Linked DNA regions of Mus musculus: region 2 is linked to region 1. A link is a contact called in public HiChIP or PLAC-seq data. All regions are on one chromosome and are shown on one strand. Each heading gives the region's core, a stretch centred on a gene start, on an enhancer-like site or on the middle of the called end of the contact. The rest is flanking DNA. Distances are from core to core; before and after follow the strand shown.

Region 1 (3,433 bases), core at 384-2,883:
GGAAGTAAAAAGAAGCCATGGTGCTGAGAACATGCTCACCAGACAGAAGAGAGGAGCCTCCGAGAGTGCTAAGTCTGTGATGCTACGACTCGGGGTCCTCTCTGGCACATGGGTAGATGGCCGGATGGTGAGATGAATAAGATGGATGGGAAGGGAGTGGTGGGCACAGGGTACCCTCAGGCCCCAGCTGAAGGTGGAGTTGTGTGGGAAACAGACACGGATGAGATTGGTTGACAGCAACAGTAGGAGATTCTCAGCCAGATTCCAGACAGGAACACGAGGAAGAGCTTGAATGCCCTGGGGATACAGCTCAGATGGCAAAATGTTAGACTAGCCTGAGTTCCATCCCCAGCCCCTCATAAACGGTGGAGCATCCCAGACTTGGGCAGTGGAGGCAGGAGGATGAAAGGCTCAAGGTCTTTTTAACCCCATAGCTATTTAAAGTCCAGCCCAGGATGTGTGGGACCTATCTCAACAACAAAACAAACAAAAACAAAGCCAGGGGGCTGAAGAAATGGCTCGGTGGCTAAGAGCACACACTGCTCTTGCAGAGGACACAAGTTCGACTCCCAGCACCTATAGTGATGGGCAACTCACGACTGCCACAGGGAGATCTGAGTTCTCTAGCCTCCCTGGGCACATATACATAATTAAAAAGAAAGCTCGAAAACAAAAAGTTTAGCAGAAATGAATAAGGACACGGAGTCGGTGAGCTGGAATAGGATGGGGGTGGTTCTGGGAGGAGAGGGGTAGAGGAGGGATTGTGATCGAAATACATGTGAAGTTCCCAAGGAATTCATACAAATAAAAGCCAAAAAAACAAGAGCTGAAGTGGGGACAGGATCGGGGTGAGGAGCTGAGCCCCAGGGGAAGCTGAGTAGCCCCTGACTTAGCTGCTGGGGCAACGGGAAAGGGCCAATGTCTGCGAGCCTGTGAGGATCTGCTGGCTCTCTGTGAATCTCTCCTGCAGGGAAAGAAGAACAGACAGGGAGGCCAGAAGGAAGGAGAAAGGGAACTAACCGAGGCTTCCTCAAATGTGAACAGCTGGAGAGCAACTGGAGCTTTTAGTTCCTACCTCACTGGACAAAGCAGGCTCCTGAGAACTCCCAAGAGTTGTGATATGGTCAGTGGTCAGCGAACCTGGGCCCAGTGCTGCACAGGGGGTACCAGAGGCTTCCTAAGAACACTGGAAAGCAGAGGGGCCCTCACAGCTTGCCTGAGACCCCTATTAAGGAGAGCTTGAGACCTGACTTGTGTGCTGCTGGACTCCGAGGCTACAGACTGCCATCTCACTAGGAATAAATAATATCCATCCACCCCCAGGTCTGCCAACCCACAGCCCCCTGTAAACCTTAGGTCTCAGTAATTCCTAGGTCAGCCACCACACAGTCTCCAGCAATCCCCAGGTCTGCCACCCAACAGTCCCCAGTAGTCCCCAGCAGTCCCCAGCAATCTCCAGGTTTGCCCCAGTCTCAAGTCCCCTAGATTTGAAATGCAGGCTCTCTTGCGGTCAGCTGGTTCCCAGCCTGGAGCGTTGAGCCCGTTGAGCTTGCTTGTCACAGCATCTAAAGATAGGGTACCACACAGGAAACCAGATGCTATTGGCTAACTTCGAAAATAAAGATGCCCTCATAGAGAGGGAAGCACTTGCCTCTGGTGGAGTCTGCGTGAGACTGGGTGAGTGACTGGCACTTCCTGCAGAAGTTCCCTTCCCATCTGCTCAGGTAAGTACCACGGACTCCAGACTCCTCCCATACCTGGGCGTGGGGTCAATCAGGCACAGTCACAGGGTTTCTGATGCTGTTTGCCTTCCGTGTCTATTTTCCTGAGGATACTGCAGATAAATCAGGAGAGTAAAGGACCTTTTGCACGCTCGTAACTTGAGGAGTTAGTAATTACATTTTAGGGATGTGAAAAAAAAGGTTTATATTAGATGTTACCAAAAAAGGCCTTGATATAAAATCACATCTGGGTAATTGGAAATATTGATATTCTTAAAGATCACAATTCAGATTGCCAGTCAGACTTTTTTGATCCATGCCTCTAATCCCAGCACTTGGGAAGGTGAAGCAGGAGGATCGATACAAGTTTGAGACCAGCCTAGGCTAGCTAATGAGCTCTAGGCCAGTTTAGGCTTCTGTGTGAGACCGCCTTAAACAAACAGCACCAACCATAAAAACTAGTGATTGTGGTTTTCATTTCTTTTTAAAAGGAGCTTTTATCTTCAGAGACTCATACTTGAATGTCTATAGAAACAGAATAATCTAATTCAGCCATGAAATAGGACATAGATGAAATATTAACTGGGAGTTGATAATTCCTGGAGCTGAGTGGCGGGTGCCAGGTGTTTCCTTTGATTTCCCCCCCCCCCCCCCCGGTTTTTTGAGACAGGGTTTTTCTGTGTAACTGTGACTATCCTGGAACTCATTCTGTAGACCAGGCTTGCCTTGAACTTATAGAGATCCACCTGCCTCTGCCCCCTCAGTACTGGGATTAAAGGCGTGCGCCTCCATTGCCTGGCTCCCCTGATTGTATATAGGCTTGTGAATATAAAGAGAATAATGTTATATAAATAGAGTTGCTTGCCTAGCACACAAGGAGCCCTGGGCCCTGGGCACAATCTTCAGCATCTAATAAAATTGGACTTGGTGGCACACACTGTGATCACAGCACCCTGGAGGTAAAAGGCGGGAGGTCGGAAGTGCAAGACTCTTCTCAGTGAAGCAGAATTTTGAGGCCAGCCTGGACTTTATGGGATCCTGCCTCTAAAAACAACAATAATGATGATGGTGACGGTGGTGGTGATGACGGTGGTGGTGGTAGTGGTGGTGCTGGTGGTGGTGGTGGTGGTGGTGGTGGTGGTGGTGATAAATGTTCAAAACGATGTTAGCATTTTTACTATAAATATAAATTTATGTGTCAAAAAAGCTAAGAGTGCTATGCTAAACCTGCAGAGTTGGATAGTTTTAAGGATTCCTCTTCCCCTCCCCCTCTTTTAAATGCTTTTTTGGTACCATCTTCAATAGTCATAATGAACATTTATTACATTTATAATAAACTTGTCACAAACTCATTCTTCAGTTTTATAAATGCTCAGAACCATGGCTCAGACACTTGGGCACAGACATCTGAGCTAGGAGTCGTGGTCTTAGGGAGGAAACGATAAGAACAGGCCAGGAGGGCTGGAGAGGTGGCTCAGTGGTTAAGAGCACCGACTGCTCTTCCGAAGGTCCTGAGTTCAAATCCCAGCAGCCACATGATGGCTCACGACCATCCGTAATGAGATCCGACGCCCTCTTCTGGTGTGTCTGAAGACAGCTACAGTGTACTTAGATATAATAAATAAATCTTTAAAAAAATATTTAAAAAAAAAAAACGAACAGGCCAGGAGGAGATACACCCCTGCTTGACACAGACAAGCCCCTATTCAGAG
Region 2 (3,433 bases), core at 534-3,033, 42 kb before region 1:
GGGATTAAAGGTACCACCACCACCTCTCAACATCAATTCTAATAAATCAAAATCTACAAAAAAAAAAAAAAAAAGCAGGTAGCCTGACCAGCGCTGTGACCTTTGTATGCTTACAGCATATCCTGTGAGAGTAGATTTTGTGGGTCTGTTGTGCTTGCTTTGACAGTCTCATGTCACATAGCCTGCCTCTTCATGAGCCACCATGCTGGGTCCTGAGCTTAGTTTTCTTTTTTTCTTTCTTTTTCTTTTTTTTTTTTTTAAGATTTATTTGTTATTATATGTAAGTACACTGTAGCTGTCTTCAGATGCACCAGAAGAGGGCGTCAGATCTCATTACGGATGGTTGTGAGCCACCACGTGGTTGCTGGGATTTGAACTCAGGACCTTCGGAAGAGCAGTCGGTGCTCTTATAGCCCTGGCTGTCCCAGAACTCACTTTGTAGAACAGGCTGGCCACCTCCCTCTGCCTCCCAAGTGCTGGGATTAAAGATGTGTGCCACCACCACCCAGCGAGCTTAGTTTTCTTATAGTGATGGAGACGAAGGTGCTTTCCTGAAAGGCCACACCTCCAACTTCAAGTTTCGATTTATTTTAGTAGCATACCTTATTATACACGACTTAAAGAAAGCTGAATATTCCAATTTTTTAAGTGTGAGAATAGATCAAAACAACCAGTAAGGGCTAGAGACTAGTCCAAAGTGTATTCTTCCAGAGGGACCATAAGGTTCCCAGCACCCATACAGAAAGGGGTGCTCACAGCTCCAGCTCCAGGAGATACCAACGTTCTCTTTTGGCCTTCTTCGGCATCTGCACTCTTGTGCACCTACCCCCAACACACATAGATAAAAATAAACACTAAAAGCACAATGAGCAAATCGTACTACGCAAAACACGATGGGAGTAAGCAGCATTTCAACAGCCAAATAGTACCACAATTTCTACCACCCCACAGCAAAAAGAAAAACAACAAAATGTCTACGTCCAACACACATCAAAAAGGGAAAGATGGCGGGCCAGAGAGAAAAAAAGTATGCAGTTTTGAAAGACATGGTCCTGGGAGCCACAGCGGTTATCTTTTAAAGACTTCCAAAAAGCTCCAGACATAGGGGAGCACACTCCTTTAGCACTTCGGAGCCAGCCTGGTTTAAATAGCGAGTTTCAGCCCTATCTGAAACACAGTGAGGCCCCGACTCAAAAAAACAAGAATTTTTAAAAGATATTCATCCCCCAAAGCCATGCATCCTCGCCCCACTGAGGCACATCCCAGCCCGGGCCCGCCCTGCACAGCCCCACCTCCGTTTATGGTTGGCAGCAAGAGACTCCGCCCCGCCCCGCCCCCGTCTCCACCAATGGCAGCCCGGCAGCGCAGCCAACCCGACGGAAGGGCGTGGCCTTGGTGAACCCCGAAAGCTAAGGCAGAAGCCTGCAGGGAAGCCGGTCAGGGAAGGTGTCCTGCGGCGGGCGGCTCGAGGTGCCCCGAGGCGCTCTCATCAGTTGCCGTTAGAATATTCTAGAACTAGAATGTTCTCGAAGCACTGTCCCCTGCCCCACAATGCCGCTCCCGTCCCGGTCCCCCTGCTCCCACGAACTCACCATGAGCGTCTCCACCGTGTCCTCTACATCCTGCGACTGCAGCAGCGCCGAGCGTGCCTTCTCGATCACTGGGGACGCGAGCCCGGCCCCGGCGACTGAGAGGCTCCGGGGCTCCGCGCTCACGCCCATCCCTCCCCGCCTGCCCGCCCGGCCTCAGGTCTCATTACCCGAGACAAGCGGCTCGATGTTTCCGGGGGAGGGGAAAGCAGAAGGAAAAAGGTGAGATCCCGCTTCCGGTGACATAGCGTATCCGGCGACGAGATCTCATCGCCACCTGGTGGCTGCACTTAAAACTGCAGGGTCCGTGATTCTCAGTTGCAGAGCCTTCTGCTCGGCGCTTTTTTTTTTTTAAATATTTTTCTTATTAAATATATTTATTTATTTATTTATTCTTAAAGCGCTTTTTGAAATGGGTGACTGGCTGAGTTTTAATTGTATTTAATTTATTTAAGAGCTGAAGGACCGCCGGGCAGTAGAGGCACACGCCTTTAATCCCAGCACTTGGGAGGCAGAGGCGGGCAGATTTCTGAGTTCAAGGCCAGCCTGGTCTACAGAGTTCCACGACAGCCAGGGCTATACAAAGAAACCCTGTCTCAAAAAGAAAAAGAAAAAGGAAAGGAAAGAAAAGAAAAGAAAAAGAACTGAAGCAGGATGAATGCCTTCTCTTTAGACACAAATTTTTAAAAATACAATTCACATTTCTTCTTTTTTGTTTTCTTTATTTTTATTTTTTCAAGACAGGGTTTCTCTGTATAGCCCTGGCTACCTGGAACTCACTAGCTACCCCTGTGTCTCTCTGTGTGGAGACCAGGCTGACCTTGAACTCGTAGAGCTCCACCTGCCTCTTTAATCCCAAGTGCTGGGATTAAAGGCGTGTATACCATGCCTGACTTATTTTTAGTTGTATGTGTGGGTATGTACGTGTGAATGTAGCTTCTTGCAGAGGCCAGAAGCTCACAGGCAGTCCTGAGCTGCCCTGTCTGGGTGCTGGAAACCAACCTCAGGTCCTCTACAAGTGCTCTAACCCAGGCTCTCAAGCCTTGTCTTTATGCTTTTTATATGTTTATTTTGTTCTGTTGTTTAGTTTTTCAAGACAAGGTTTTTCTTTTTTCTTGAGACAGGGTTTCTTTATATAGCCCTGGCTGTCCTGGAACTCACTCTGTAGACCAGGCTGGCCTTGAACTCAGAAATCCACCTACCTCTGCCTCCCAAATGCTAGGATTAAAGGTGTTTGTAGACGCCCGACTCGACAGCAAGAAGGACGCCACAACAGGATTCTTCTGCACACGTTTATTGGGAGAGCTTGATAGTGAAAGCAAAAGCGAAAGACCCCGAGCCCAAAAAACCAGTGCTGCTTATATAGGCCTAGGACAGGCATGTCTACACCCAATTGGTTATGCTTTCAGTACCTCATTTACATGCCTCGGGGCCAGGTCGTGACTCAGCAAAAAAACTCTACTGAACATGCACACATTGGTTGTTTACCCATATTCATGGGCGTCAGCTTATTGAAACCAGCGCCATCTTGTAATGGTGTTTATTGGCTTCCCACATCTCCCCCTTTTTTATTTAATAGAAAAAGGCCTAATCCGATGATCTAGTCTTGCACTTCCTCAGCACAAAACGATCAAGAAGGATTTAGAAGGGCAAATCATGATCACCCTACCTCGTGCAATGAGGAAACCTCAGCAGTGTGCAAGGGCTGATCAATGATCGTTGAGTCTCTCTCATCCCAGTGCAATGGATCCATAAATCCGTGGGGTGCAAGAGCAGAGGACTCAGAAGCCGACTAATTCTTGAGCATAGATAACCAAACTTCAGGGGAGGTGCCATTTTCAATG

What was found. HiChIP or PLAC-seq counts read pairs in DNA pulled down with a chosen protein or histone mark.
Region 2: a contact with region 1 is called in an H3K27ac HiChIP or PLAC-seq map of microglia, with 4 times the contacts expected there. The contact joins the promoter of Slc25a38 here to the promoter of Cx3cr1 in region 1. A contact is called at or near these places in 1 of 39 promoter capture datasets (macrophages), 8 of 115 datasets of contacts at active chromatin or transcription factors (CD8 T cells, the HPC-7 cell line, bone marrow-derived macrophages and 3 more) and 3 of 9 other capture datasets (adipose tissue, liver and pancreatic islet).

The regions. Positions count from the first base shown.
Region 1 is chr9:120,066,496-120,069,928 of GRCm38.p6, reverse strand. It overlaps Cx3cr1 (chemokine (C-X3-C motif) receptor 1), which reads left to right and starts at 1,633. Exons shown (of 2, transcript NM_009987.4): 1 at 1,633-1,724. Gm33858 (a long non-coding RNA gene) reads right to left here. Exons shown (of 3, transcript XR_003948274.1): 2 at 40-1,834.
Region 2 is chr9:120,108,732-120,112,164 of GRCm38.p6, reverse strand. It overlaps Slc25a38 (solute carrier family 25, member 38), which reads right to left and starts at 1,783. Exons shown (of 7, transcript NM_144793.2): 1 at 1,593-1,783. The coding sequence starts at 1,721.